Linked DNA regions of Sus scrofa: regions 2, 3 and 4 are each linked to region 1. Evidence: chromatin contacts called from public Hi-C and HiChIP or PLAC-seq data. All regions are on one chromosome and are shown on one strand. Each heading gives the region's core, a stretch centred on a gene start, on an enhancer-like site or on the middle of the called end of the contact. The rest is flanking DNA. Distances are from core to core; before and after follow the strand shown. Region 1 overlaps C10H9orf3 (aminopeptidase O). Region 2 overlaps FANCC (Fanconi anemia group C protein). Region 3 overlaps C10H9orf3 (aminopeptidase O). Region 4 overlaps C10H9orf3 (aminopeptidase O).

The links. Hi-C and Micro-C count contacts between places; a contact is called where the count stands out from the background. HiChIP or PLAC-seq counts read pairs in DNA pulled down with a chosen protein or histone mark.
Region 2: a Hi-C map of skeletal muscle shows a contact between it and region 1, with 6 times the contacts expected there. The contact joins two enhancer-like sites. A contact is called at or near these places in 17 of 47 Hi-C or Micro-C datasets (alveolar macrophages, brain, embryonic fibroblasts and 11 more) and 2 of 2 datasets of contacts at active chromatin or transcription factors (alveolar macrophages and skeletal muscle).
Region 3: an H3K27ac HiChIP or PLAC-seq map of alveolar macrophages shows a contact between it and region 1. The contact joins two enhancer-like sites. A contact is called at or near these places in 2 of 47 Hi-C or Micro-C datasets (epiblast stem cells and heart right ventricle) and 2 of 2 datasets of contacts at active chromatin or transcription factors (alveolar macrophages and skeletal muscle).
Region 4: a contact with region 1 is called in an H3K27ac HiChIP or PLAC-seq map of skeletal muscle. The contact joins two enhancer-like sites. A contact is called at or near these places in 4 of 47 Hi-C or Micro-C datasets (alveolar macrophages, embryonic fibroblasts, retroperitoneal adipose tissue and 1 more) and 2 of 2 datasets of contacts at active chromatin or transcription factors (alveolar macrophages and skeletal muscle).

Annotation. Positions count from the first base shown.
Region 1 is chr10:27,396,632-27,400,131 of Sscrofa11.1, reverse strand. All of the region lies in intron 3 of C10H9orf3 (aminopeptidase O), which reads left to right. Among named protein-coding and RNA genes, the nearest start is that of C10H9orf3, 74 kb to the left of the region's middle. Within about 2 kb of position 1,706, at least 33 of the 83 cell types and tissues checked have an H3K27ac peak or open chromatin away from gene starts, as enhancers often do. A contact at or near this core is called in retroperitoneal adipose tissue and skeletal muscle, where this site is marked.
Region 2 is chr10:27,046,296-27,049,795 of Sscrofa11.1, reverse strand. It overlaps FANCC (Fanconi anemia group C protein), which reads right to left. Exons shown (of 14, transcript XM_021064601.1): 13 at 1,152-1,332. Among named protein-coding and RNA genes, the nearest start is that of MIR24-2, 31 kb to the left of the region's middle. Within about 2 kb of position 1,650, at least 16 of the 83 cell types and tissues checked have an H3K27ac peak or open chromatin away from gene starts, as enhancers often do. A contact at or near this core is called in skeletal muscle, where this site is marked.
Region 3 is chr10:27,086,675-27,090,174 of Sscrofa11.1, reverse strand. All of the region lies in intron 15 of C10H9orf3 (aminopeptidase O), which reads left to right. Among named protein-coding and RNA genes, the nearest start is that of MIR23B, 8.1 kb to the right of the region's middle. Within about 2 kb of position 1,549, at least 6 of the 83 cell types and tissues checked have an H3K27ac peak or open chromatin away from gene starts, as enhancers often do.
Region 4 is chr10:27,106,915-27,110,414 of Sscrofa11.1, reverse strand. The region is part of intron 14 of C10H9orf3 (aminopeptidase O); the gene reads left to right. Among named protein-coding and RNA genes, the nearest start is that of MIR23B, 28 kb to the right of the region's middle. Within about 2 kb of position 1,629, at least 43 of the 83 cell types and tissues checked have an H3K27ac peak or open chromatin away from gene starts, as enhancers often do. A contact at or near this core is called in retroperitoneal adipose tissue and skeletal muscle, where this site is marked.

The DNA.
Region 1 (3,500 bases), core at 457-2,956:
GCCCCTAAAATGCAAAAAAAAAAAAAAAAAAAAAAAAAACCGATTTAGATTGACTTATTTGGCTCCTTTATCCTTTATTATTGAACTTTCTCACCATCATGTCATTTGGGCAGACAGAAATGTTAGCCTGACTCTTGTTGTCAGCCTGTATTCCCTGCCAAAATATAGCTAAACTATTACGCCCAGAGACCCAATGCCCAGTACAGTGTTTCGTATAGAATAGGTGTTCAGTACTTACTTGTTGAATGAATGTGTTCTCTGTAATCAGACAGAAGTAATATATTCATGGAAGAAGCATTTAAGATCACCACTGATAGTAACAAAAGTGATTTCAGGGTCTTTCCTTTAGTTTTGCTTCTGATTAGAGTTTATGCCTTTTCTCCAAACTCAGTATCTTTTAAAAGGAAAAAAAAAATCGATGTAGTACATTCCTGTTCCACCATTTGGTAATTTGTTGTTGTTGAATTTTGTTTTATTTTTTCAGGGTCTAATTTAGAGTCTAATTCCTAGAAAATTAGAACATTCCGCTTATATTTTTCCTAGGAAGCTTCAAGTGAATGAATAAGACTGGCTAATTTAAGCTCCTTCCAAATGTTGGAGAAGAAGCATATGAACAAATGAAAGGTGTTAAAAGCTGTATGTGCCCTCGCTTAGGATCTGATTTTGTTTTTCTATGCAAAAGTAAGAGACTGTAGACATTACTTCATCCCGGGCAAAATGCTGCTCTCCAGCCTGTCCAATAGACCAGCTCCCTGACATTCTGTCTTGATTTTGTATGGAAAGTCTAGAGAAAAGCCAAGATTTCAGGGTCTGGACCCTCTGGTGTGCCACTGAAAGCCAACTTTTCTTCTCTCTTGATGGCTCCAAATAAGCAGTACTATTTAGCCTGCTCCCACAGCAAGCAACCAGGAATGACGTGTAAGGACCTGGTAAATTAAAAGACGTGTAGGACTGGTCATGATTGTTTACACAAAGAGAGAATGCGAAGTAGGGAGAGCTCCTTATTTCTCCAACCGAGGAAACTTTATTCCAGGCTAATACACACACACACACACACACACACACACACACACACACACACATGTGTTTCCAGGGGTAGGAGTACAGAAGTGAGTACATCTTTTCTCTTTAGATTAGAAAACCCCTGGTGATGGAGGACAGTACTCTGCTCTGCTACATCCTTCGTAAGGTCTCACATAATGCCCTGCACTTTCTAAATCTTTGTCAGTTCATTCTTTTGTTCGCAACTTGCTTTTGACTAGTTCTTGCTTGTCATTCTAGCGTTGCACTTACCATATTTGGCATACGGGGAAGTCATCACGATCTCTTTTGGATTAGGATGATTCTGGCAGGCATGTGTATACCAATTCTTGTTGCTATGGGTTTTTTGTCTTAAGCTTGACATTCATGATTTTTCTCAAGGAAGTGAAGTCCTAAAGCATGCTTATGACCGTCTGGCACAGAATGATTTGTTGTCCAGTGTGCCGATCCATTTCGTATTTTAAGTTTAAGGAGAACTAGTTTATCCTAGGATTTAATTGCGGTCAGAATGCAGGTGAGACTTGGGGTAGCCAATCTGGTGAAAGGTATTCCTTTATGTATTAGCCACCAGGGACAAAAACCTCAAAACCTGTGGAGGTGCTTGTGTTCTGGGTTCAGTAGGTGGCGCTCTTCTACCTGGTTCACTAGTGTGATCTTGAAGGTCATTCTCTCCAGTCCGTGCCGTAGGCGGTTCCATGTTACCGGGAAGGAAACCTGAAGCCTTGCCCAGTGGCATCAGAGCCTGAGAAGCCATGGCATGATCTGGCACATGGCCCTGGTCAGGCAGTGTTGGTGCATACCAGCCCAGGGCGTCTTACTGTCTCCTTTGTTCTGATGCCAGTTCCCGCCCTTGAGCAACAGCGGAAAAGAGCTAAGGAAAGACAGTCACACCATGAGTATTCTGGAGGGTGGCACTAGCTCATAAAACCAGAACGCGTAGATACAGCATCTAAAACGTAGTGAGAGGAAAAAAAGTCGGGGTTTGCAGAGAGACCCAAAAACTAGAGAAAGAAGCCAAGAGAGGAAGAGCAACAAAACTGGGAGCTTCACCTATGTTGTATATGTCTACTGTATTTATTATTGTTATGTATCTATTATATTTATTATTGTTACATATCTATTATATTTATAATTATATATCTATTATATTTATTACATTAAATATATAGTATATACACTTATAAATTCATATTCATATATATGCGTGTTCCTATACATATCATCAAGCATTTAAAATTTGTAATACAGAGGTGTTCCAAAATAATGAAATAGCTTGACATAGTTTGGGCAAGAAGTTCTGAAATTAAGAATAGCTACTAGAGGAGTTCCCATCGTGGCACAGTAGAAACGAATCCAACTAGGAACCATGGGGTTGTAGGTTTGATCCCTGACCTTGCTCAGTGGGTTAAGGATCCAGCGTTGCCATGAGCTGTGGTGTAGATTGCAGACACGGCTTAGATCTGGCGTTGCTGTGGCTCTGGCATAGGCCGGCAGCTAAAGTTCCGATTGGACCCCTAGCCTGGAAACCTCCATATTGCCATGGGTGTGGCCCTGAAAAAGGCAAAAGACAAAAAAAAAAAAAAAAAAAAAAGAAAAAAAGAGAGAGAATAGCTACTAGAGAAAGAAAAAAGCTTGAGGTAGGAAAGAAGCAGGTGCCTCAGAAGAACTGAGTGAAGAAATATGATACATAAATGAAAGCATGTATCAATTTGATGTTTCCAAAAGCTGCATCTTGTTTGTCTAAGCTACAGTAGAAAAGTTTAAAAGATGAAGTGGATGCTTTTGAAAGAAGAATTTAAATGCCTGCTTTAATTTTCAGTGAAACTCTAACCCTTTAAAAATGAGAAATTCCGGAAGATGCTTAACTCGGCAAAGATAAATCTGCTTTTGCCCCTGTGGAAGCAGGGTGTTTGTGAATGGTATGGCTGTGCCTTTGGTGTGTTTGGAGTGAGTTTATCCGACTTCTCTAAGAATAGGACAATGATATTCCATAAGTTTTGTATTGAACTTACTAGTAGTAGGCATGATTGATAGGTAGAAAGAACTACAGCATCTTGATTTTTTGCACTTATTTTTTTTCTTTTTGTAAAAATGATTTTCTAAACAAATAACTAGCCAAGTTTTTCACAGGTTTAGAATAAAAAGGTCTCTCTCCTCCCATGAACAAATACTCCATCACATTCTTCCTTTTTTCCTTTCCACTTTTCCTACCTTAAAAGAGAATCTTCAACACCATTCATAGGACAATTTTTTAGAATAGTATATGAAGAATTAAGGTAATTGTTTTAACACTCTCTCATTATAAGTATTTTCAAAACTTCTAATTTGAAAAATTACCCATTTCAAATCCTTATCATACCTACAAAAAACACAGTCATCTTTAAGGAAAATTTCAGTCCTGTTTGGGAGATGAAAATGTCTATTTGGATCTTGTAGCAGCTGCTAGCACAATGACAAGA
Region 2 (3,500 bases), core at 401-2,900, 350 kb after region 1:
ATAGAGGAAATAAGTCTCTATACTTCAAAAGTAATCTCTGTCAGTTTCTATGATCTATATGGAATAGAACACATAACCTACCAATTTAGCTTATACAGAATCAAAATAAAGTGTACATAATAGCTTCAGAAATCGTTAGTGCTTCGTACATCTTAACTATTATTAAAAGATGATGAAAACCAACCAGGATTCTCTTTCATCAGTTTCATGTGATATTTTAAAAGGGAAAAAAATCTGGCTTTCTTTTTAATCAGCAGGCAATCAAATAATGTTCATTTCTGAAAAAAATTCTATTTTTGATCCAAAATCATCACCAAATTTTAGCTTTTTAAAATGCCAAACTCTTTTCTTCCCTCTGCCATGTAACATACCTTTAAACAAGTAAAATATACAGACACATCTGAACTGGTCTTTGTTTTCAAACTGCAGAACACACCAGGCAAATAGGAGCACTGCTCTCTACATAAAGAAACCTGCTCCCTTTAATTATTAAAATCAACAAAAAGCTCTGGCAGTTGAACTTTTAAAAACCAGCAAATAAATGTTTGCAAGGAAGGCGCCGATGCCTTTAATCAGAGTGCTGCTCCTGTAATTATTCTATTCCACACAAAATAACAACTGTCTTTCCACGGACAGTTAGCCACTCTTGTACTTTGCTGCTCTGTTATTTAGAAAATGACCATGTCCTTTTGCAGAAGCTAAGTGGTTAATATCAGGTGATTACTTCAGTAAGAGTTCTCAACAAAGCCCGTAATGTGAGGATCTATTGACTGATCCAAGACAGGAGTTCAGTCAAGACAGAAGCAGAGCCCGCCAGGCCGCTCCTCAGAAAAGCAGTCAGACCCCGAGATGATCCGTGGAGGGTGCGGCCCCAGACCAGGCGCGCCTATAAATCAGAACAGGGTGGCTGCAGGCAACATGAGGGGAAATGACCCAGGGGACAAGAGCAGAGTGGCCTCCAGTTCATCACAGGCCCAGTTCCCACTCTCGTCCCAGCCCACGCATGGCTCCACGCGCAAACCCCGAGGGGCTGGTGGGGAGGGTCTCGGGTCAGGGGAAGCCAAGCTACTGCCCAGCCCCTTCCTGCAGGCTCCTTTCTGCTCCCAAGAGACCAGCCCCGGAGGCCACTCGCCGTGGACCCTGCCACCCACCATGGTCTGTGATCTCTGCCGACGCCCGGCGCCTGGGCTGCCGCTGAATGCCAGGAGCCACAGCAGGGCCTCAGGGGCTTCGGCCTCAGCCTCCACCATCAGCAACTGCTCAGCCGCGATGTCAGCCCATTCTCCAAAGTGAACGAACAAAAACCAGCTCTCAAAGGGGCCTCCGTAGGACCTGGAACAGAACCAAAACACATGGCAGCCGGGCAACGTGATTTCTTTCTCCTTTAGTTTCTTAAAGCAACTGTAATGTTTGCGAATGGCTGGCTCCCATTGTTCTTATCCACTGGAGTACAACTTGCAAGGGATACAAGTTAGACGCAGGAAGAGAGCTCACAATGCCACCCTGAACCAGTCCCGGGCCTTCCAAAGGCCTGCCTCTCAAAGCCTCCAGTGCCCTGAGGACCTCAGACACTGAAATCGTTACATCCAGGGACCCTGAGTGAGCACTGGCCTTTGAGAAAGGAAGATGCTGGCCCAGGGCCAGTGAGCGTGATGCAAGATGAGAGCCCTCAGGCGCCGCTCTGCCTTCTGCGTGGCCTGCGCAGCTGGGCTGCTGTTGAGAGCGGGGCCTCACAGCTGCAAGGCCGCCACCAGGGCAGCCCCGAGCCAGGAAAGCAGGGACTCCCTGGGGTGCAGACGGAGACCAGAGGAGGGACGCAGGCAGAAACGTGTGCTATTGCTTTTCTTGCAAAACACAAGGTTCTGGTTAGTATTTTGGCAATTACGAATTTTTAATGAGCTGTATATTGTATTCTTTCCTGTCATCATGTATCTCTCAATGCTGAGAGGTTAAAGCTTTTGTGAGGCTATCCTTTGTCACACGGGGAGTTGGGAGCTGCAGTTCAAGAGGAGAATCTGCTGAGGGAAGGACCATTAATTTTGCACAGTGACAGTGCCAGCAGTTTGACATCTCCCCTGGGAAAAATGGAGCAGGACTGGCCCGAAGCTCCTGGAAGAGGGGAGCTCTGAGCCTTGCTGCAGGCTCCGTCTTTGTTGGATTGGGGCGCCTATTCCCCTGCTTGGTCCCTGGGATCCCCAAGCTCCGAGCACTGTTCCCACCTCCCTGAGTCACTGCTTCCTGCTGTCCAAGTCCTCCTGAGAACAAGTGATGAATGGTCTGAAATCCGGCTTGCAAAGCAGCGGACCGAAAGGGAAGAAGGGGAGCAGGTTACACCTGTCCCCACGAGAGGGCGAGCTGATGGACCAGGGCACATGGGCAGTGCGCTGGGTTATGTCTCGAAAGCCAGGGACAGGCTCCACGGGGTCTCTGCCCTGCAGACCTCACGGATGAGGAAGCTGAGCCGCGGGGCTCCCCCGCGCTCCCTGCTCCCAGGTGGGCAGTGTGCCTGGATCAGGGCTCAAGGCCTGGTCGCTCTCCCTCTCTTCTTCCAGCAGCTGAGTGTGCAAGGCACCTCCATGGGGCTGGCTGGGAGGTGCCTTCAGCTGCTCATAGACCCCTCCCTGCAGGTGGCCCCGCCAACGAGCTGAGGCGGATCTGGGTTCACCAGGAGCCCCATGAGGTTTCGGCTCTAGGTTCTGCTCTTCAACAGAGACGGCCAGGAGTGTGTATGGGGCTGCCAGGCTATGGCAGGTCGTTACTGTGGCCAATCCTCTGATCCCCGCTTGGCTGCCAGACTTCTGTCTCCTGCACTGCTAAGAGTCTTGGTGGTGGCGGTGGGGAGGAGTGAATAACTGGCGCCTAAGCCTGCAGCAGTGACGATGAACAGAAGAGCACTGGCTCGATGCTGAGAGGGCAGAGAAGATCAAGAGGGAGCAGCTGCCAAAGGAACACGTGAAGACAGTCTGAGGAGGCTAGGAGAGACAATGAATAAAATACTTCTACTCTAAAAGCAAGGAAGCTGAGAGGAAGCGGAAGGGTATGATGTTACAAAGAATTCAGCAAAGCCTCAACGCGAATGCTTCTAGGGAAAGAACACATGTAAGAGGTACCTGATATCATATTGGTAGAATTTACGTTAGAATGGATTTTCTTTTCTTTTCTTTTTTTTTTTTTTAACTTTTTAGGGCCGCACCCATGGCACATGGAAGGTCCCAAGCTGGGATCAAATTGGAGCTACAGCTTCTAGCCTATACCACAGCCACAGCAATGCAGGACCTGAGCCATGTCTGTGACCTACATACACCACAGCTCACAGCAATGCTGGATCCCGGGCCCACTCAGCAAGGCTAGGGATCGAACCTGCAACCTCATGGATCCTAGTCAGATTTGCTTCCGATGCACCACAGCGGGAACTCCTGGGTTGTCCAGTTTTAGATATAGATTTATTACAAAGAGGAAGAAAAAAACATTTCACCCCAGGGTGCAGGAGGAGTTGAGAA
Region 3 (3,500 bases), core at 300-2,799, 310 kb after region 1:
ACTGAGCTGGAGAGGATGTAAGACACAGCTCTAGGAGAGTGACCCTCGGGGGAGCAGGCAGGGTTGAGGAATTCTGAGCCCCAAAGTGGACTTTTTGGGACACACTTGCGATTGACTCTCTGGCATCATCAGAAGGTCGAGAGACGGATGGAGCTGTAGTCCACTAGCAGGAGGGAAACCGCCCCCCCCCCCCCCAGTCCTCACTCAGGGAAAGTAAGTGGGCCACATTTTAGCCGGTAAATCCAGCAGTGGCAAATGGAGAGAATGAGGAAAAACACAAAACAATATATTCCATGTTGGTTGCTGTTATTGTAAAGATCAGAAATGAATTTGGTTGAATGGCTAGAATCTCATGTTCATTGGCTCTTTATATGTGTCAAGTTACCTGTTTATAATTTTAAAACACTGAAAAATAACGCACAGGCGTTCCCGTTGTGGCTCAGTGGAAACAAATCCAACCAGTAACCACAAAGTTGGAGGTTTGATCCCTGGCCTCACTTCAGTGGGTTAAGGATCTGGCATTGCCATGAACTGTGGCGTAGGTTGCAGACATGGCTTGGATCCCACGCTGCTGTGGCTGTGGTGTAGGCTGGCGGCTACAGCTCCGATTTGACCCCTAGTCTGGGAACCTCCATATGCTGCGGGTGCAGCCCTAAAAAGACAAAATAATAATAATAATAATAATGTTTAAACATTCAAAAATAAAGCACAGCTGTTTACAGAAGCCACAGGTGCTTTATCAAGCACAGCATTGAATGAGACACCCTGGCTCCAGGCTTCAAGTGACAGAAGCAACACAGGTGATTTCCTTCCTGTGACCTGTCTCATATACTTTGTTGATGGCACAGTGGCTGCCAGAGTCAAGTTTAGGAGTTAGAACTAAGCTGTTTTGTCTTGCCCTAAGCAGTGTCTGCTCAGTCTCTGACTCCATTTACTCTTGAGGCATGAGAGTTCTTCTGTAAGACATGGTTTTCAAACTCCATCTCTGAGAAACCCAAGCCCCCCCCCGCCCCTCCCCAAAGGAGAATAGATGCTTTCTGCCAAACTGGTTTAAATTACTTGAAGAACTCATATTTTTTTCCATAATCTGTCTTTATATATACTGGGGTTCCAGATGACATTTTTTTTATAAGACTAGTTGTGTTTAAGGAAACTTGGAAAACCACTTTAGAAAATTAGTCCAGTAGATAATAAGCAGGCTATGGGGGAGCATTCCCATATAAGAATTGGTGTTTCTTTGAAGTAGCTTTATGGAAAACACACTAAAGTTGAAGTTTAAAAAAAAAAAAAAACCTAAAAGAGCAGTGAGAATTATAAAGTGAACACAGGATCTGGGATGTGTAGTGATTTGCACAGGAAAGCCTCAGCCAGGGAGATTGGGGGTGAGCTCGTGGAGCGGCTTCTTTTTCCTAAAGTTCATAGTTGCTCGGCGCCAGATCCTGCACCCACGTGTGGCACCTGGCACTTGTGCTGGCCAGTAACCGAGAGGTGCTCTGTGATGTCAGAGCAGGTTTCCTAGGAGTTCAGTCCACAGAGAAAGGAAAAGAACACCATAGATTTCTGGGCAGGTTAGGCTGAAGCTGGCCTGAGCCAGCTCACAAGGGCCTCCCAGCTCTGCGTTCTCTGCATCATGCTGGTGGATTTGGGGGAGGGGGTTCAACGGTTACCAGCACGTCATTCAGAAGCCTAAGTCTTGGATTTCTGTTGCAGATCAGGGGTCAGCACACTAGCCAGGCCAGTCAAGCCCACTGCTTGTTTCTGTAAATAACATTTGATCTGAAGAGAGCCATGCGCATGCCCACTCATTTACATATTATCTAGGCTGCTCTTGTGATGTGGCAAATGGGCCAAGAAGCTACAAGTGCTCCCTGTGTCTGGCTCTGGACCTTGCCAACCCCTCTTCTTGAGTTTAATAGGAGCTGGTTCTGGATGCATTAAAATTCTCAGGTTGAAAGAGGTTGAGGGTTTGGGTGGAGGGCCTGGGAGGTTGTCTTTTAGTAATTTTTCTTTCCTGTTTACAGGCGGGAACAGTTAAATGAGAGGGAGCCCCAGCATGTCCAAATTAAGATCATGGTTATGTCGCAGAGGTGCCCACTGGGTCATGGGACTTGTCTCTGAATCTGTCTTTATATATACTGGGACGTGGTGTGGGAATACTACAGACCCTTCAAGGCAGTGCTGTTTTTCTAGCACTGGTAGAAATGGGAGGAGCCAGCCAGAAGCCGGTCAGCTTGGCTGGACCTCCCTCGCCCTTGGCCCTTACCTTTCTGAGGCCTGACTGCATTGCTGGAATTCAAGGCTAAGGTGTTTGCTGGCTCGAGGCTTTCAGGTGATTCCTTGCATGAATTTGGAGTGATTTTAGGAATCTGAGTCACAGGTGAAAAGTCATTAATTTTTTTTTCTCTCTTGAGACATAAGGGCAGTAAAATAAAATGTGAATATTTAGGTTTTTTCCATTTTTCTTTTTTTCTTTTTTTTTTTTTTTTTTTTTTGTCTTTTATCTTTTTAAGGCCGTGCCCGTGGCATATGGAGGTTCCCAAGCTAGGGGTCGAATCGGAGCTGCCGCTGCCAGCCATAGCAACATGGGATCAGAGCTGTGTCAGTGACCTACACCACAGCTCATGTCATCACTGGATCCTTAACCCACTGAGCAAGGCCAGGGATCAAACCTGCATCGTCATGGATGCTTGTCAGATTCATTAACCACTGAGCCACTATGGGAACTGGAAGATGTGAATATTTAAAGTGCAAATGTTGAGCTGTCTTGGCATATGTAGACACGTATGAAACGTTGACACCTAAGCAGAGTCAAGAAGTGAGAGAGGCTCAGGCAGGCCTCCTGGGTCCTGGTGCCCCATAGATGTGCACGCTGTCCCTGTTTACTTCTCCCTGGGGAAGCTGAAAGACAAGGTGACCCACCACCTCCATCATAATCAACTAATTAGAAGGTATAGGTAATGAGGTCCTGCCGTAGAGCGCTGGGAACTGTATCTAGTCCCTTGTGATGGAGCATGATGGAGCATAATGTGAGAAAAAGAGTGTATATGTGTACGTGTGATGGGGTCACTTTGCTGTAGAGCGGACATGGACAGAACACTGTAAATCGACTCTCATGGAAAAAATAAAAATCATTTAAATAAAATAAAAAACAAGGGAAAAAAAGTAAAGAAGAGCAGATCTACAGGACAGACAGCTGTCTTCTCAGAGACCTGCCTCTGCTTCTGAATTCTCTGGTTCGGGCTCAGCAGCACCGAGAATGTCGCATTCATCTGTTATCAGCAGAAAGGAAGGAACTTGATACAGGGATGTGGTGACCTCTGTCAGGCAATTTTTTTTTTCTTTTTTTTTTTTTTTTAAGTTTCTCGGTGGTCTGGAGAAAGATATTCCATCAGTGCCCACTGTGGACATATGGCTGCAAGAAATCGGGATGCATGTCACATTGCCGCCAGCTTCTCGGGAAGACACCCATGCCAGGTGGTGACAAGTGGCCCTGTGAATCG
Region 4 (3,500 bases), core at 380-2,879, 290 kb after region 1:
CTAAAGATGTTTGATAATCAGAAATAACTGACTATGCTAGATAAATATACCTATTGATTGTTTTATTTTGAAGAAAATTGTTTTGACTTGGCAGTTCTTTAAGATGTCTTGTTTTTCTTCACCATGGAAAGGATGGTTTTTCTTTTGTAAGTTTGTTTTTCAGTTTGGTTTTAGAAGCAGCTCAAATCAGTTCTGTTTCTCCTCTATCCAGGTTACAGTTTTAAAGTCCTTTCCTAATATCATGATATTCGCATTGCCAACAACTCTCGAGCAGACACTTGCCTGTGTAACATGTCACATGATTCCTTTTTGTCACTTAAACATGTTTGTCATTAGAAAAGTGACAGATGGGAGTTCCCGTCGTGGCGCAGTGGTTAACGAATCTGACTAGGAACCATGAGGTTGCGGGTTTGGTCCCTGCCCTTGCTCAGTGGGTTAACGATCCGGCGTTGCCGTGAGCTGTGGTGTAGGTTGCAGATGCGGCTCAGATCCTGCGTTGCTGTGGCTCTGGCGTAGGCTGGTGGCTACAGCTCCGACTTGACCCCTAGCCTGGGAACCTCCATATGCCGCGGGAGCGGCCCAAGAAATAGCAAAAAGACAAAAAAAAAAAAAAGAAAAGTGACAGATGAAAGAAGATCTATACTAACATGGTCCTGGTCAGGGTTTGGGGTGGGCAGAGTCAGCTCACCAGAGTTCTGATTCTCAGGATTTGGGGTTTGGGGATTGTGAGGAAGAAGAACGCTTTTGTTTTGAGAATCTCCATGGATTCTATCTCAGTTTTACCCCATTTTCAAAGCTCATCGTATGAAAACTCAGACAACCCAAGATTTTTACTTACCGTGTTTTATTTTGGTTCAGAGCAGTGTCTGCAGGATACCTTGGTTTAAAGTTCTGTCTTGTGTCCTGTTGTCGGAGTTCCTCGTGGCCCTTCGTGGGAAGACCTATGAATGGGAACAGTTTGCTGTCACACCTGTGCTCTGTGGGGGCACTTGAGGGTGTAGAGTGGGGTGGGTGTGTTTTCTGGGAAGAGTAGAAGGGAATTTGTTAGACTTCTGGGGAAGGCTGATTTAAAGGACACTTTATATCTGTGGGATTACCTTTTTAATCCAAGGGGCCATGGAGAACCGCTGTCTCTTTTGTACCTCTGTGCCAGAAAATGTGTGACTTCCAAAGGTCAGCCACCCCAATTCTGGTTTGGACCCTCCATGTAGCCAGCGTCCAGGAGAATTTGAGGTTTTCCTCCCTCCCCCATTTCTTCTGTTTTTGTTCAGTGTAAACAGTTCCTGCCGTAGTAACATCGACAAATATAGCAGAGAATGCTTTTCTGGACGAAGAATGCTCCCTAAGCATTTTTTAACCATTTTTGGGAAGAATCGATCTTTCCGTGTATTTCAGACCAGCTGAAAGAGAGGGAGGCCGTCGCTGTAAATTGAAGTGACATCATATGTATTGCCCCCATTGATCCGCTGTTAGTCTCCAGCCAGGATAAAAGGAAGCGGCATCAGGGAGGAAGCATGCTTCATTTAGGCACAGATCCCAGAGTGCTAATGGGGTAATAATAGAACTCACGCCACTGTCAGTCGGTGGCTGCATCAGTCCCGGGCTCACCCCCGTCTGGGAGCCTCTCCGAGGAGGCTGCCTTCGTGTGCGGCTGCAGCGCCAGCTGGGCTGCGAGGGGAGGTGCCCTCCTTTGCTTTAGGAGGGGTGCGGCCGGGGGCCTCGGACGTGCGCGTGCCCCAGCTTCCTGCGTCTGTCCTGCTTGTGGAAGGTCAGTGTGCAAGGCGTCGGGGACATTTTCTGCCCTCGGAGGCCAGCTGGCCCTTTCAGGGTGGCGCTACAGCGAGAGAACCGGTGGAGGGGCCTCCATTGTGTGGGTGGTCTTCGGGGAGCCAGGAGTGAGTGAAGCCCCCGGGACAGCCCTACGCGGCCTCTTAGGCTTCTAGAAGAATCAGGGTTCCTTTTCTTTGTGCTGCTTGTAGACTGGGAGGTAGGGGTACGGGGGGGTGGTGTTGGAAGAATCCATACTTTCTTTCCAAGATTGTATGTACCAACTCTTGAGAACTGTTCAGACTTGTGCGGCTTGCCTCAACTCTTATGTTGACTGGGAAAAATTACGAGGTAGACTTTTTTTACCCCCCCCCCTTTGCATTTCTGGGTAATTAGCAACCATGGAATCCTCCCTGTTTAGAGCAAGAACACAGACTCCTAAAGTCTTAGCACATCTCATTGTAGTGACTTGACCTCCTCAGGTCTTCTGTGTGTTGGGCGCGAGTACGTTTCCCACTGTTGTGAAGTTCTCTGTTTCCAGTACCCACATGACTTTGGCACCCCATTCTTATTTTGTCTAAGTTTCTGAGGCAGATGCAATTTAAAAATACCGAGCTGGTTTCCATATGGAAAAAATAATAACCTCATCATGAATTCCTTGTTTGTGCAAAGGAAAAAGAACTTTCTATTCCTGTCACTGTTGAACTGTGGGTGTGAGTGCTACTAGACCCTCAGAAATAAAGGCAAATTCTTTTTATAATGTTCACAGGAGCTGCCTTCTCAGGAGATAATGCTCCGAAGCATGTGCTTTGTTTTTCTTAATCACTCCATAGTGTGCCTGGTAGCGGTGTCTTGTCTGCTGCCCCCATACAACCGTGTTAAACAGAGTCCGCCTGGAAGTCATGTGAAATTTCATTTGATTTCTCCGTGGGTGGCAGTGGAGTGACCCACAGAGCATTTCCCGGTTGCCGCCGTGCCAGCTGCCAGGGTGGGTGGCCCCCCCGGCACAGCGTCTGAGCCCATTCGCTAGTGTAAGATATCTCTCGGTGGCTTTGCAAACATTTTGGTTTATTACTTAGTACTTTTTCATCCTAGGGTGGCTTTAGAGGGAGTAAATGTTTATTTTACAAAGCGAAGTGTACTTTATTAAAGCGAGCTACTGACCCCGTTTTTGTTTTAAGACCCTCTTTTCAAGATCTGTACTCTCATGTAAAAATGAGGTAATGTTTACTTCCTTATCCCTGAGTGAAAGATACTGAGTTGGTTTTATTGTCTGTCTACTAAAATAGCATTTGATCCCTGTTTTTTTCTAGTTTTCTCCTTGTTTAGAAACTCCCTCATCCCTGCCACCCCCACTCGTGGGTTAGAAAGTTACACTTGAAAGCCAAATGGCTACAAGTTGTTTACTAAGTGAGAGTCATTTACACAAACCCTTTCTGAAGGACTCTCAACTGCCAAGAAGGAATGTTCTCATTCTCTGTTGGGCCTTGGTGCCTTTGCCCGCCTCTGAACAAGCTGGTGCTTGCCGCATCCATGGGGCGCCTTCCTTCGTGAGGGAGGAAGGAGAGCTGATGGGGGGTGTGCGCCTGCTTGCTCTTTTCATTTCTCCAATTAAAGTAAACTGAACAAAGAACCACACTGGTTTAACTCCCTCCCTTCCCTCTTGGCTGCCCATCTTACGTCAGGGTCCTGGCTTTCCCTGCTTTTCCATTGCCTAAAATTAGGGAGGGCGG